3 separate regions of the Mus musculus genome follow, and all the other regions are linked to region 2. A link is a contact called in public HiCAR-type and promoter capture Hi-C data. All regions are on one chromosome and are shown on one strand. The core of a region is the stretch at or near the end of the contact, and the rest is flanking DNA. Distances in the headings are between cores, read along the strand shown.

What was found. Promoter capture Hi-C pulls out the DNA fragments that hold promoters and counts their contacts. HiCAR-type assays count read pairs that join an accessible place to other places.
Region 1: a contact with region 2 is called in a promoter capture Hi-C map of liver, with 6 times the contacts expected there. The contact joins the promoter of Alkbh4 here to the promoter of Ufsp1 in region 2. A contact is called at or near these places in 3 of 39 promoter capture datasets (cranial neural crest, liver and pre-B cells), 2 of 484 Hi-C or Micro-C datasets (both in embryonic stem cells), 3 of 115 datasets of contacts at active chromatin or transcription factors (embryonic forebrain, embryonic stem cells and large pre-B cells) and 2 of 9 other capture datasets (liver and pancreatic islet).
Region 3: a contact with region 2 is called in a HiCAR-type map of astrocytes, with 2.9 times the contacts expected there. The contact joins the promoter of Dtx2 here to the promoter of Ufsp1 in region 2. A contact is called at or near these places in 2 of 39 promoter capture datasets (liver and pre-B cells) and 1 of 115 datasets of contacts at active chromatin or transcription factors (astrocytes).

Annotation. Positions count from the first base shown.
Region 1 is chr5:136,134,865-136,139,793 of GRCm38.p6, forward strand. It overlaps Alkbh4 (alkB homolog 4, lysine demethylase), which reads left to right and starts at 1,281. Exons shown (of 3, transcript NM_001347492.1): 1 at 1,281-1,430; 2 at 4,474-4,671. The coding sequence starts at 1,314. Lrwd1 (leucine-rich repeats and WD repeat domain containing 1) reads right to left here and starts at 1,210. Exons shown (of 15, transcript NM_027891.4): 1 at 1,008-1,210. The coding sequence starts at 1,087.
Region 2 is chr5:137,292,394-137,297,101 of GRCm38.p6, forward strand. It overlaps Ufsp1 (UFM1-specific peptidase 1), which reads left to right and starts at 2,276. Exons shown (of 1, transcript NM_027356.2): 1 at 2,276-3,271. The coding sequence starts at 2,397. The coding sequence ends at 3,050. Ache (acetylcholinesterase) reads left to right here. Exons shown (of 5, transcript NM_009599.4): 4 at 775-944; 5 at 1,724-2,073. The coding sequence ends at 1,845. Srrt (serrate RNA effector molecule homolog (Arabidopsis)) reads right to left here. Exons shown (of 20, transcript NM_031405.2): 15 at 4,686-4,708; 16 at 4,382-4,575; 17 at 4,074-4,230; 18 at 3,825-3,926; 19 at 3,594-3,720; 20 at 3,311-3,513. The coding sequence ends at 3,438. It overlaps Mir8116 (microRNA 8116), which reads left to right and starts at 1,387; the gene lies at 1,387-1,483. It also overlaps Mir7036.
Region 3 is chr5:135,992,223-135,996,814 of GRCm38.p6, forward strand. Dtx2 (deltex 2, E3 ubiquitin ligase) reads left to right here and starts at 2,578. Exons shown (of 11, transcript NM_001256096.1): 1 at 2,578-2,744; 2 at 4,068-4,230.

The DNA of each region.
Region 1 (4,929 bases), core at 31-2,530, 1.2 Mb before region 2:
TAGCCTGAACTATGTAGACTAGGTTGGCCGCAAAACTCAAGAGATCCCATCCTACACAACTCATTGCGTAGTCCAGGAAAGCCTTGAACTTAACTCTCCTCCCCCTACCCACGTGCTGAGATGACAGGCATGTGCCACCCCTTGGGAGCTGTTCAGGTGTTGATAGGGATGGAACCCTAGGGATACTCAGGCTCTGTGCATGTCTAGTAAGCAATGTAGCAACTGAGCTATGCCAACTGTTCTAGCCTTCTCACTTCCTAACTTACCTTTCTATGTATTACAGAGTGTCTATGTATCTGTGTGTGGTGTGTGGATAGGAATGGGCACAATCAAAGCGTGATTAAGGGGGTCATGGTTTTAGGGAGCTGCTTTGCTCCACTGTCTGGGCCCAAGGGATTGAATTCAGGCTTGATGACAGACAGGCACCTTTATCTGCAGATCATTTCTGTGGCCCATCTTCCCTCCCTTAAAGAGTACTTTGTTGCCGGGCAGTGGTGGCACACGCACGCCTTTAATCCCAGCACTTGTGAGGCAGAGGCAGGTGGATTTCTGAGTTCGAAGCCAGCCTGGTCTACAGAGTGAGTTCCAGGACAGCCAGGGCTACACAGAGAAACCCTGTCTCAAAAACAAACAGGCAAGCAAACAAACAAAACAAAATGACTTTAGAGCCCAAGACTTCCAAGTTCCTTCTTGTTTTTACTAGTTCCTGCTAGCCCGTTCCGTGCTACACAGGATCCCTCAACATCCCTTAGTATCTCATCAGTCTTTCCACTCCGCGCAAGGCTAAGGGCGTTCGCTCCAAGTTTATCTGACGCCGGGCGTTGGCTGCCAATCTCCCACATCTCCGTTTGGCGCGAGATTCGACTGGGGCTCGAATCCCGGATAACAGAATAACCCGGGCAGGAGGAGGAGACGGAGGGGTCTGAGCCTTGCATTCCGCCCATCAAACCACCCTGGCGGGGAAGAACCCCACGCCCCGGATCCGCTTCAACCCCACATGCTCTTACTTCAAACTCTGAATCTTCCCCAGCTTATCCGTCTTGGGTCGCCCACGTTGCAGGAGCAGTTGCGGCGTGAGAGGAGCCATGGGTGGCCGAGGGCTCAACCGAACCCGCGCCTCCACGAAGTCCGGTCGCTAAGGCCCGCTGCCGGGGAGCCCAGGAGGTGGCGCACAACAAACCCTTTGCGAGTCCGTTGCGACCGGAAGGAAGTAGAACGCCAGCCTTACGCCCCACCTCCTGCTTCTGCGATGACTACAACTCCCAGCGGCCCCTGCGTCTCGCGCCTGCGCTCTTAACTGATCGGAGGACGCGATGGCGGCGGCGGCTGAAGTTTCTCTTTTGCAGGAGTGCGGCTGTAAGGGCATCCGGACCTGTCTTATCTGCGAGAGACAACGCCACAGGGACCCGCCCTGGCAGATCTGCCTTCAGGTACGGACTAGGAAAAGAGTCATAGCCAGAAAATCTATTCATCTTAATGGGAAACTAAGGCCCAGCTTGCCTGTAAAACAGCCAAGGACCAAAGCCTCGCGGTAGGTGAGTTGTTTGGAGCGCTTATATCTTCAATATTCACAAAACCCAAAAGGTGGACCAAGTGCCATCGGCTGATTAATGGAAGGGCGGGGAAATGCTGGTGCACGCCGAGATCTCTGCATTTGAAAGGCAGAGAGGCTGGAGAACGGACCTCAGCCGCCCAGCAGGTTTTAGGAGTTACCTTGGCAGTAGGGAAGCGGCTGTCACACATCATCTCTGTGACTTTGGGGGGTGAGGGGTGGGGGTGGGGGGCAGTGGTAAATAACTTGGACTGAACGGGTCTGGTTTTGAGTGAGCTTCCGGAGCACAAGGGAGACTGCATGGAAATGGTAGGGAGTGCTGAACACTAGGCCGCCTGTATTAGACAGGGAATGAGCGACTTAAGACAGCACAGGCAGCCGGGCAGTGGTGGCGCATGCCTTTAATCCCAGCACTCGGGAGACAAGAGGCAGGTGGAATTCCGAGTTCGAGGCCAGCCTGGTCTACAGAGTGAGTTCCAGGACAGCCAGGACTACACTACAGAGAAACCTGTCTCCAAAACAGGCTTTGATTTGGGGGAAATTTTTTTGGGAAAACAAACCTGTATGAATCAGCTTTACAGCCGGGCAGTGGTGGTGCATGCCATTAGACTTAGCACTTGGGATGCAGAGGCAGGCAGATCTCTGTGAGTCCCAGGCTAGCCTGATCTACATAGGGAGTTCCAGGAAAGCCCATCTTGAAAAACAAAAACAAATCTGTCTTACAAGATACTAATAGGATCAGGAGTCAGGTAGGCCAGGAAGAATGTTAAAATGTTTCCCTTCTAGCTCTCTGTTGACCAGGCTAACACCTTCCATCAAAATGGGCAATGGATGGATGAATGAATGAATGAATGAATGAAAAATAACTTCAGAGCATTTGTATGGCCCTGGCAGTGCTGTAGCAAGTTGCTGGGATGCATAGCCAGGGGAATGCTTGAGTAGAGGCCTGAGATAGGAGCTGTGGGTGGCTGAGGCGACAGACACTTAAAGAGATCAAAGGGGCCTGAGCCAAGTTTTTTGTTTTAGTTATTTTCTTTAGTTAGAGGCCCCAGGGCGCCCCCTCCATAAGCTAAGATTGCAAGCATATGTCACTATGTCTGGATCATGGCAGCATTCAGAGTGACCAAACACCCAAGTGTTTATTATATCAACTGGTGAACTGAAGAGTGGGCAGTGTTGGTGCTGGCTTGAGGGAGGTCAAAGATATCTACATAGCAAGTTTCAAACCAGACTAAATAAAAGCCTGTCTCGACAGGAAAGAAAGAGGCAAACCATAAACTAATAAGAGATTTTTAAAAATCTCGGATATCCATGCAGTAGATATAACCTTAGAAAGGAAGGAAATTCTGACGCGAGTTCCATATGGATTCACCTTGAAGATGTGCTGCTAAAAGAAGGAAGCCAGTCTCTAGCTGGAGGCGTGGTCTGGAGATAGTGCACCTGCCTAGCACCGCCCAGGCTGGAGAGATGGCTCTACACTTAAGAACACTGACTGCTTCGGGCGTGCTGGCGCAGGCCTTTAATCCCAGCACTCGGGAGGCAGAGGCAGGCGGATTTCTGAGTTCGAGGCCAGCCTGGTCTACAGAGTGAGTTCCAGGACAGCCAGGGCTACACAGAAAAACCCTGTCTCAGAAAAAAAAAACCAAAGACCTAAGTTTGCCTCCCAACACCCAAGTCACTGGCGCCCTCTTCTGGCCTTGGAGGGCACATGTGCATGCCACACACAGATTCAAACATAGAAAGAAAGAACTGCCCTAGTGAGGGGCTTGGGATGGACCTCTGTGGTAGAGTGCTTACCTAACATGCTAAGGCCTGGCTCATGTAGCCCAGGCTGGCCTTATTCACTATATAGTGAAAGATGACCATGAACTCTTAATGGTCCTGAAGACCAGGATTACAGACCTCTGCCGCCACACAGGTTTTTTTGCAGTGCTGGGGAAGGAACCCATGGCTTCATGCATGTCGGGCAGGCCTATACCATCTGAGCTACAGCCACAGATTTATGATGCCCTACATTTTATGTACATTGGTGTTTTGCCTGCATGTGTGTCTGTGTGAGGGTGTTGGATCTCCTGGAACTGAAGTTAATGGACAGTCGTGAGCTCTCCCGGTTGGTTGTCTGGAAGAGCGGCCAGTGCCTTTATTCGCCGAGCCTTCTCTCCAGCCCTAAGATGGCGTTTCTACTACTGCATCTCTTAGTCTCAGAGGAGGCAGGAGCAGGGCTGAGGAAGACACACATCTGTGGCTTCCAATAAGCATTGGCCAGCCCCTGGCCACCCAGACCACAGCCTTACGGTTAGCCCTGCTTCTCAGACTCCTGGTGCAGGCTCCTGTCCTTTATCTTTTTGCTCCTGAGGGGTCGGTGATAGTCACAGTGCCAAAGGAATAGTGCCCACATCCCCCAGCCTCAGGCCAGGTCCTCAGAGAAGAAAAACACAAATGAGAGAATGAGAATCCCATGCCCTGAGGCCTGAGGCCAGGTTCAGGCTGCATCGCCCCTGCGACTCCAGGCTCCTCTCCAAGTTGCTTTAGTTCCAAGAAGAGCATCGGAATCCCAGAGGCTCCTGGTGGGTCCCGGGCACATGTGGCTATTGTGGGTCTTTGCTGGTTCCAGGGCACTTCTGTTTGGGGTGTATGCGTGTACAGGTGTATGTGTATACAGGTAGAGGGCAGAGGATAACCCAGGTGCCCACCTTGGTGTTTTGAGAGAGTCTCACTGGCCTGGAATTTTCTAAGAGGCCAGGCTAGCTTGCCCTTGGTCTGACCTTTGCCTCCCTCCCCAGCTCTAGGATACAGGCATCCATGACCACACCCAGCTTATTACATTTGGGTTTTAGGGGATGGAGCTCAGATCTCTGTGCTTCTTGCAGGTTAAGCACGTCAGCAGCTCACCCACTCTGCCCCATCTCTGTCTTTTACAGAAAAAATGCTGTTTCCTCTACTGCCCAGACACAGGCTGGGCCGCAGGGGCCGAGGGCTCTGACTTGGAGGGTTGGGCATTCCCCTTCCCAGGAGTGACACTGATACAGGACTTTGTGACCCCAGAGGAAGAAGCTGAGATGGTGCGTCTGATGGACTGCGACCCCTGGAAGCTCTCACAGTCTGGGAGGAAGAAGCAGGTACGGTGGCCTGAGCTGAGCCGAGGTATGGTCCCTTTGCCAGTGGCCCCGGCTACCTCCTGTAGCCACACCCTAGGGATCTTTGGTCACAGTGGGTGTGGACTTCCTCATCAAGCGTGGCTGCCGCGTCTCTGTGCGGCTGTCTCTGCGGCTGTCTCGTTGGTGAGGGGATGCCAAGCTCTAGGTTGGATTTCTATCCTGTGTGCTGCTAGAGGCTGCCGGGCATCACCCGTTTCTATTGTGACTCTCACTCCTCAC
Region 2 (4,708 bases), core at 1,026-3,525:
CACAAAGCTACCCCTGACCTTCAAATCTCTCTCACTCACACACAAACCCACACAGATGATGATGATGATGACGACAGAGAAAGGCAGTAGAGGTTTGGGGGTGTAGCTCAGTTAGTACTTACCTACCTAGCATGCACAAACCCTTGGGTGCATCTGATTTTCGTTTCCCAAAGTAAAAGTAATAATTGTAGAGACAGGACTGCACCTACCTACACAGCTAAAAGCACAATCCTAGAATTTTTATTTTAAAATAGGGTCTCGCTATGTAGCACTGGCTGGTCTGGAAATCTCCATGTTGATCAGGCTGGCTTCAAACTCAGAAAAATTAGCCTGCCTCTGCTTCCCGGGTGCTGGGATTAAAGCCTGTAGTACCGCACCCAGCTAGAAAGACTTTGAAAACAAAGGGAAATGGAGAAAGAGACAGAGATGTCCAGTGGAAAGAAAACTTCCCTAGGTGGTGGAATGGTAGAAGGTACTTAAAATGAGAAGGGAACCTATCCATGTCTGTAAATCCGTACTCTGGGAAACTGAGGCAGAAGCATTGGCAGCACTCATTTCTCTCTCTCTCTCTCTCTCTCTCTCACACACACACACACACACACACACACACACACACACACTCACACGGGGCGAGGGCGGGGGTGGGGGGCTGGCTGGAGTAGGGAGAAGAGAGTTGGGTGTTAAGAGTTGAAGAGGGTCCAGAGTCAGGAAAAGGATCCACGTCTTCATTCCTTATTCCTCTGGGCAGGCTGAGATTTCCCTTTCCTTCCTCAGGGACCCCAATGACCCTCGAGACTCCAAATCTCCACAGTGGCCACCGTACACCACTGCCGCGCAGCAATATGTGAGCCTGAACCTGAAGCCCTTAGAGGTGCGGCGGGGACTGCGCGCCCAGACCTGCGCCTTCTGGAATCGCTTTCTCCCCAAATTGCTCAGCGCCACCGGTAGGCGCATGGAGTGGGGGGAGCAGGGAATGCACAAGGCGGCAAGGGTTGGAAGGAGGGGAGAGAGATGGGGTGCAAAACACAGGGTGTAATCCCTCTCTTCTCCACCTCCCCAGCCACGGAGGCTCCTTGCACCTGCCCAAGCCCCGCCCATGGGGAGGCGGCCCCGAGGCCCGGGCCGGACTTAGCCCTGTCCCTCCTCTTCTTCCTTTTCCTCCTCCACTCCGGGCTTCCGTGGCTCTAACTGCAATCCTTTCCCCTTCTGGTCTCAAAGCACACTTACTCTAGTGTGTAGCTGAGAAGGGGCCCCTCTCAGGGATACAGAACCCCACTCCATTCTCAAGCCGAGACAAAATGGACAGACTCAGGGATCTTTGTTAAACAAAAATTCAAAAAACAGGATTTTTTTTTTTTTAATGTAAAAAATTATCCTTTGGAGCTTGAGCCTGGTGTTGAGGGGAGAAGGATCCGGGGCTAGTTGGCGTCAGCCAAAGGGCCTTATAATCGCCAACTATTTCTGTATCTTCTCTCTTTTCCCCACTAACCCATGAACCCTTCTCCCACTCTGATCCTGTCCCTCCCCTCCGTCTTCCGGTGATTTTTATCTCTTCCTCTCCTTCCTGTTCCACCTCTCCCTTCATTCTCCGGATCATCCACTGTTCTCTTTCCACCACCCCGCTCGGCCTCCGACAATGCGTGTGTGCCGGCGCACTCACGACCGGTCTCCACTACCCGACCTGTTCCGTTTCTCCCACTCTTGCGGGGTGCCCTGGCCGCAGATACTCTGGACGAGGCGGAGCGCCAGTGGAAGGCCGAGTTCCACCGCTGGAGCTCCTACATGGTGCACTGGAAGAACCAGTTCGACCACTATAGCAAGCAGGAGCGCTGCTCAGACCTGTGACCCCTTGGGGGACCCCAGGTCCTGCCGCCCTGCCCGAGCCCCTAGCTGTATATACACTATTTATTTAAGGGCTGGGATATAATACGACCGAGCCCCCAGGCCCTGTCCACTCCTCCCCGACTTCCTCCCACTAGGGGCTCCCCATCTTCTGCATGTCTTGGGCTAAGCTCCCCTCCCCGCGGTGCCTTCGCCCCTCTGGGCCGCCAATAAACTGTTACAGCCACCAGAGTCTGTGCAACACGCGGGAAGTTGGGGCGGGGATGAGGTCAGAGACGCTGGGAACAGAAGCCTCGGGATTGGTGAGCACTGAGGCACCCTGCCCGCAGCATCCGGCGGAAGCAAGCGCTGGGCCCGCCCCTAGGGGCGGAGCCTGCGACTGCGCAGCCAGGCTGGTTTGCCGGCGCCTTTTAGAAGGCTCCTTAATTCGTCTGCCTGTGGAATCATCTCTCCTGCCGCTAGCCTGCTTGCTGAGAGTTCTCCGGTTCTACGTGCCCACACTGCCCGTAGCTAGTCCCAGAAAACACCAGGAACCCGGAATTGGCCCTGCCTCGATGACAGCTGCTCTACCGAGCACCCTGGAGCTGCTGAAGGACGTGCACCTGGGCCTGCCTGTGCCCTGCCATGATCCCGCCCGACTGGCCCTCCTCTCAGGCCACTACCTTTACTATCACTATGGTTGCGATGGACTGGATGACCGTGGCTGGGGATGCGGCTACCGCACCCTGCAGACGCTGTGCTCCTGGCCAGGGGGCCAGTCCTCGGGCGTGCCTGGACTGCCAGCCTTGCAGGGAGCCCTAGAGGCCATGGGCGACAAGCCCCCCGGATTCCGGGGCTCCCGTAACTGGATCGGCTGTGTAGAGGCCAGTCTCTGCCTAGAACACTTCGGAGGACCTCAAGGGCGCCTATGCCACTTGCCCCGCGGAGTAGGGCTTAGGGGAGAAGAGGAGCGGCTTTATTCACACTTTACAACGGGTGGGGGCCCAGTAATGGTAGGAGGAGATGCAGATGCCCAGTCCAAGGCCCTGCTGGGGATCTGTGAGGGGCCAGGTTCAGAAGTCTATGTCTTGATACTGGACCCACACTACTGGGGCACTCCAAAAAACCGTTGTGAACTACAAGCTGCTGGATGGGTGGGCTGGCAAAAGGTAAAAAGCGTCTTTGATTCCAATTCCTTCTACAACTTGTGCTTCACCAGAAATCTCTGAATCACCACGCCCTACCTGCACCGTTGGGTAGATCCCAGAACTGAGACTAAACACAGCCACCTATTTACTTCGCACAGGCCCCCACCGCGATCAAGTTTGGGCCTGGCACAATGATACGGGCAGGTGAATCTGAGTTCAAAGCCAACTTGGTCTACACAGCAAGGCCAAGCTGGAATTAGAGATACTGTTCTGAAAAATAATAAATTGGCGTAATTCAGCTTACTATGGCCCAGCCTGTGTTTGGGAAGGGACATACAGCACACAGTTAACACACACTACCAAAGTGTTTTTACTAGCGGGTAAAATAACGTACAAAAAACTTTTCAGCTGATGGGATAAAGTGGTCACGGGTACTGATGTAGCAATGCAGGAGGGGACATGGATGGCTCAAAAGAAGTCAACATCATCCGGGGCATCCAGGTCCCGATACTCCACTATGGCCCTTGGGTCTCCTCGAACCATCCTGTGAGATAAAGGAAATGTGAACAGATGTCCCTATAGTCAGAGACGGGGAAAGGCAGCCTGGGCATCGTTCGTGCTCACCTGTTCCGAGGTTTCCCAGGATAACCGCCTTGGCCTCGAAAAGCATCATAGTTCCCACGGCCGGCACCATATGGAGCATGGGGGTATGGAGGCCCTCCTGTTGGGACTGCAGGGCGGACAGCACCAGCTATGACAAAGACCCAGGGTGAACTAAAAACTGACCTCAACCTCAGCCTAAGCTTTGTAGCCGCCTACAGACACCAAACCCCTGCACTGCCTTTCCACACTCACCTCCATAGCCCAAGATGGGAGGCCGGGGCTGACCATATGGCATCAAGCCCTGTGGCGTCTGATGTGGGTAGGGAAGTCCTGGGGTCAGGCCTGGGGGGAGTACAACACGGACAGGAACATGAATTACTGCGGGGGAGGAAAGGGACTGACAAGAATTCTAGGAATAGGGCCTGAAGGTTAGTGGAGCACACTTCTCAAAGTAGAAGAAAGAAGTCAAAGGTATGGCAGCCACCACAGATCGTATCTTACTCTGGGCAGGGCCAGGTGGCTGAGCTGGCTTGATCTCAGGCAAAGCTGGGCGCTTGGCGTCTGTGAGAAAGTTATTGAAGAACGCCACCTCCTTCTTCACCTCCTCGATCTTCTCGGCATGCTTATTGAAGATATGCTTGCGCACAAACTCCGGGCCCTGGGAGGAGCGGATGAGGACGGACAGCATGCTGCAGTCTCTTCCCCACCGAACCCCGCTGGAAGGTAACAGCTTCCTCCAGGCTTTTAGGGGTTTTGCTACCCAAGCCCTCCTCCCAATCTACCCTCACAATTCTTTTCACATCTCAGACCTTGAATTTCTTGCCACTGAGAGGACATAGCCACTTATCCTTGCCCAGTTCCTGCGTGTTGGAGGTGACAAACTTCTCCACTTCCTGCTCTGGGTCTTTTCGACCCATCTTCTGGGCCTCTTCCTCAGAAAGGGATTCACGCACACTCAACAGTGGAGTCAGTTTCTCCTCAAATGTCTTCTGCCACTCCAGCACTGTGTGGGTGACAAAGGCAAGCTGAGAGGGAGACTGGAGCAAGGGGGAAGAGGAGGGACAGTAGACAGAGGTTGGCCATGAAAGACAACATGAGGGACCTGCAACGTACCTTCTCCGTGACTAATTCGGTTG
Region 3 (4,592 bases), core at 1,328-3,827, 1.3 Mb before region 2:
ATATAAGTAACATTATACAGACTGTGTAGGTTGTATAACTATATACATAGCTATATGCAAATATGTAAATATATAAATATATATTTTATAATCTAAATTATAAAGGCCATAAATTTGAGAAGAGGGAAGGAAAAGGTGCTTGGGAAGAGTAGAAGGGAAGAAACAAAGGCAGGGGAAATTCTCTGGTTATATTTTAGTTTCAAAAAGTGAAAAATTAAAAAAAATTGTTTAATTTATTTTCTTAGGTATTAGAAAAATGGGCTAGAGGTGTGGCCTAGAGGTACCATCAAAGTAGTGAAAAGCCAGCTCATGGGGCAGAAAGCAATTGCATTCTTTTTTTTTAATTAAAATATTTTATTTATTTATTATATGTAAGTACATTCAGACACTCCAGAAGAGGGCATCAGATTTTGTTACAGATGGTTGGGAGCCACCATGTGGTTGCTGGGATTTGAAGTCAGGACCTTTGGAAGAACAGTCGGAGCTCTTAACCCCTGAGCCATCTCACCAGCCCAGCAATTGCATGCTTACTGAAGACGGGGTGGGTGTTTTCTCCATTTTTAAAAGATATTTGTCTGGGACGTGAATTCAGTTGACTTAAGGCAGATTTAGAAGAAAAACCACAGTTTTAATTGTGTGCTTGTGTGAACAATTTAAAATAAGAGGCTAGAGGGGTGAAGTAAACTGGGATACATTGTGAGGTCAAGGCCAGCCTGGCTACATAGGGAACAGTTGTCTCAAAAAAAAAAAAAGTGATTGCTTACACTTAAATATTGAAGATGAATTAAGTATGGACACAAGAGCATCAAAATGGCTTGCTCAGCAGGTGGAGACACTTGTCACCGAGTCTCATGCCTTAGGTTTGATCCCAGGACTCACGTGGTAGAAGCAGAGACCTGAAGGACACATTCTCTGTCATCTATATGAATGCTGTGGCATGACCCATCCCTGTACAAAAAAAAAAAAATGAGAATAATAAAAAATAGGAGTCCTTATTTGTAAGTTCATGGATGCAAAATGGAAATCAGCAGACAGGAGTCCATTTAAGGCTAGGAGGGCTGGGGATATGCCTGAGTCAGCAGAGAGCTTGCTTAGTGTGCAGGAAGCCCTGGGTAACCCCCCCCCCCCCCCCCCCCGCTCCCCCTGCCTGGTCCTCCTCTATAGCTGGGAACAACAGTACACACCTGCAATCTCAGAAGGTGAGACAGGGGGATTAGTAGTTGCAGGCCATCTCTGAAGCCAGGTGCTAAGACACCCTGTCTCCAAAACAAATAAACAAAAAATCCCCCTACTTCCACTAGGAGGGACTTATGTAGAGCTTTTGGGGACAGACACGTTTTCTTTGGGCTGTGAAGTCATTAAGATCTTTCTGGCTGTATAGATTATACGTGGGTCCTTGGTGGCTACCATCGGCACTAGGAAATGCCAGGTGCCATCCATTCATCAGAAATAATGAGCAAAGCAGCTGTGTCTTATCAGACTGTCCCTCTGCAGTGTCAGATGGAGACCAATTAGCAGAGGCAGGAAGCAACACAATTCTGCCTTTCCAAGCAAAACAGTAGCAAGCACCCCTGCTCCTCAGTGACACTGCTGAGGCCAGGCCTCCTTGACTTCTCTAGCTGTGTTCATCTTTTCTGCTTGGTGAGCCGGGAGCAGGTTCTGGGAATGGAACAGGCTCTGTGAAGTGGAATTTTAAGGACTTCTTTTGCAAATCCAGGGTCTTCTGCCTACTCGATAGATAAGTGCTCTACCACTGAGCCAGGCCAACTTAAGCCAAGGTTTAACTTTTTTTTTTGTTTTTTGTTTTTTGTTTGTTTGTTTGTTTTTCGAGACAGGGTTTCTCTGTGTAGCCCTGGCTGTCCTGGAACTCACTTTGTAGACCAGGCTGGCCTCGAACTCAGAAATCTGCCTGCCTCTGCCTCCTGAGTGCTGGGATTAAAGGCATGCGCCACCACGCCCGGCTTAACATTTTTTAATAGATTCTTTTCTTATTTAAAAATTTTAAATCTATGTTTTTAAAGACTGTGCTTGTAAGCTCAGCAATTAGGAAGCAGAGGCAGGAGGTTCAAGAGTTTAAGAGCAGCCTAGGCTTACATCACAAATTCAAAGCCACTCCGAGGTACATGAGATCCTGGACCCCTTCCACCCCTACAAGTGGACTCTTATAGCTGGGGATTAATTAGTAGTAGAACACTTGTCTACTGTGCTTGCATTAACTTTGATCCTCAACACCACAAAAGGAAAAATCAGGGTTGGCGATAGGGCTCAGAGGGTAAAGGCATTTGCTGACAAGCCTGACACCTTGAGTTCGATCCGTGGAACCCACGTGAAGGTGGACACGGAGAACGGACTCCTAAAGTTGTTCTTTGACCTCTGTAAGTACACCCCCCTCCAGAATATACACACATAATAAAAAGAAATATAAAAATTATTAAAAATCAAATGCATCAGTGATTAGCGAGGGAGTAAGTCAGTAGGAGAAAGAGAAGGCTGGGTACATTTATATCTGCTGGTGTGCTTTGGTTCAGCCCACTCAGCTTCATCAGAACTACATTTCCCAGAAGGCACTGCGTGAGGTGGACATGCGCAGCGCGGTGCTTGGAGGCTGCGACGCCGAGTTTCACTCCGGCTGCCTCCGGCTCGGAGTCGGAGACATACTCGAGGGTTCTTCCCAGGCCGAGCCGGAGCTGAGCCCGGAGGTCGGCGGTCCTCTCAACCTGTTCCTTCTGCTTCCCTCAGACTCGGTGAGCGGGACGGGCGGGCCACCTGCTGGCGCCCAGCCTGGGGTCCCGAGGGTGGGTGGGTGGGTTGAGGAGAGGGGGCTATTGAGCCAAGCTGAGACCGGAAGGGGGCGGTCGTGCGAGGAGGGAGGGCCGTGCCGGCGGGATGGGTGAGTCCTGGGGGCGTTGGGAGCCCTGGGCACCTCGGTACCAGGGTCCTGGAGGCGGGAAGTCGCAGTTGGGACGCTCTGAGCGTTGGGGACTGGGCTGGGTGTGGTAAGAGCCCTATTTTTTGCAGAGACAGGGGTCGCATCCCTGGCAGTTTGAGTCCTACAGGACCTGGAAGAGCAGTGAGGCTATTGCTACCCTGGCTCCCTGAGGGGTCAGTTTCAGTCCTGGAGCGTTTGTGTGTGTGTGGGGGCGTTACATCCAGGCGATAGGGATCCACCACTGTCTGAGAGAGTTGGACTTTGGAGGCGTTTGCCTTTCCATTCTCGGTCTGTGTCAGACTGGGTCTCTGGGGCACTTTGGGGTGTCTCTGTTTTGAAGCTCCGCTTTTCATCCTATCCCTCACACAGCTGCAGGGTTGCCCGCGTTAGCTTTGCCTCCACAGTGGCATGAATGGGAATGTGTTCACAGGCAAGACCTTTAATGAACTCTCTTTTCTCCGTGCCGTCTTAGCCCCTTTAAAATTCTAGAGAGCCCAGCAATGTGTTGCACATTTATAATCCCAGTATTTGGGAGACAAAGGTTTGCGGGTAGCTAAAGCTTGCCTGTGCTTCATCACAAGATACTATATTACATCCCTCTCACTCCCCAAAAGAGTGCTAGCCAGGTGTGGTGATTTATGACTGTAATTTCAGCACTTGTGAGGCAGAAGCTGGAGACTCAGGAGTTCCAGTCCAGCCCTAAGCTATATACTGTGGCCCCTGCTTAAAACAAAACAAAACAAAAAAACCCCCAACAACCCAAAAGTAACAGTTCTGTGATGTAGAGTTCCCAGTAGCCACGAGAATCAGGATTGACTTCAGTTGGTCAAGGTGTCAAGTCTCTTTGCTTATTTTCTGTGTGACTTTGGTCAAATTTTTATCCTCTCTGGTGTGTTGATTTCCTTCATGGACCATCCGTGGGACCGGTTTCTGAAGTCCTCACGCAGACTTTTCTGAGAAAGGGTTTAATTGAGTGGGCTGAGAAAGACTGTCCCTAGCTTCTGCTCCCTGCCCAAGCTGTTGGAAAATAAGCCTGGTAATTTCCAGTTGCCAGCCACAGCACACGGGACCCAACATCTGTGCGCTCATTTTCTCTTGCCGATTCTTCACTGAAGACTTAATCATCTTTTTGGCAAAGGTACCTCGGAATCGGTGTGGCTGAGTCAGCAAGGCCTCAGATTTGCCGGGTTCTTGTTTGCTGTTCCTATCAAGATGGGAGCTCAGACAAGTTATTGCTTCTGAGGATCTGGTGCTTTCATCAAGAAGGGACAGTTTGGTGCCAGCTCTTCAGTGAAGAGGAGGTGAGAGCCGCGGGGAAGTTAACCTTGCAGCTTTTGAAATCTGGTGTTCCAAGGAGAAGGTGGGTGTGGACCCTGAAGGGAGATGGCTCAGTCCATACAGTGCTTGCCTGGCGAGCAGGAGGGTCCAGATTTGCTCTCCAGAACCAAGGTAAAAAGCCTGGCATGGTGGCATGTACCTGCACTTTTAATGCTAGGGAGGAGACAGGTGAATCCCTGGGGTTTGCTAGTCAGCCAGCCAGCCACGTATTTGGTGAGTGAGCAAGGTTGATAGCACCTGAGGAACTGCAATCCAGGCTGTCCCCTAGCCTGCGGGAACACCCATGCATCTGTGCACACACACACACACACACACACACGCTTTA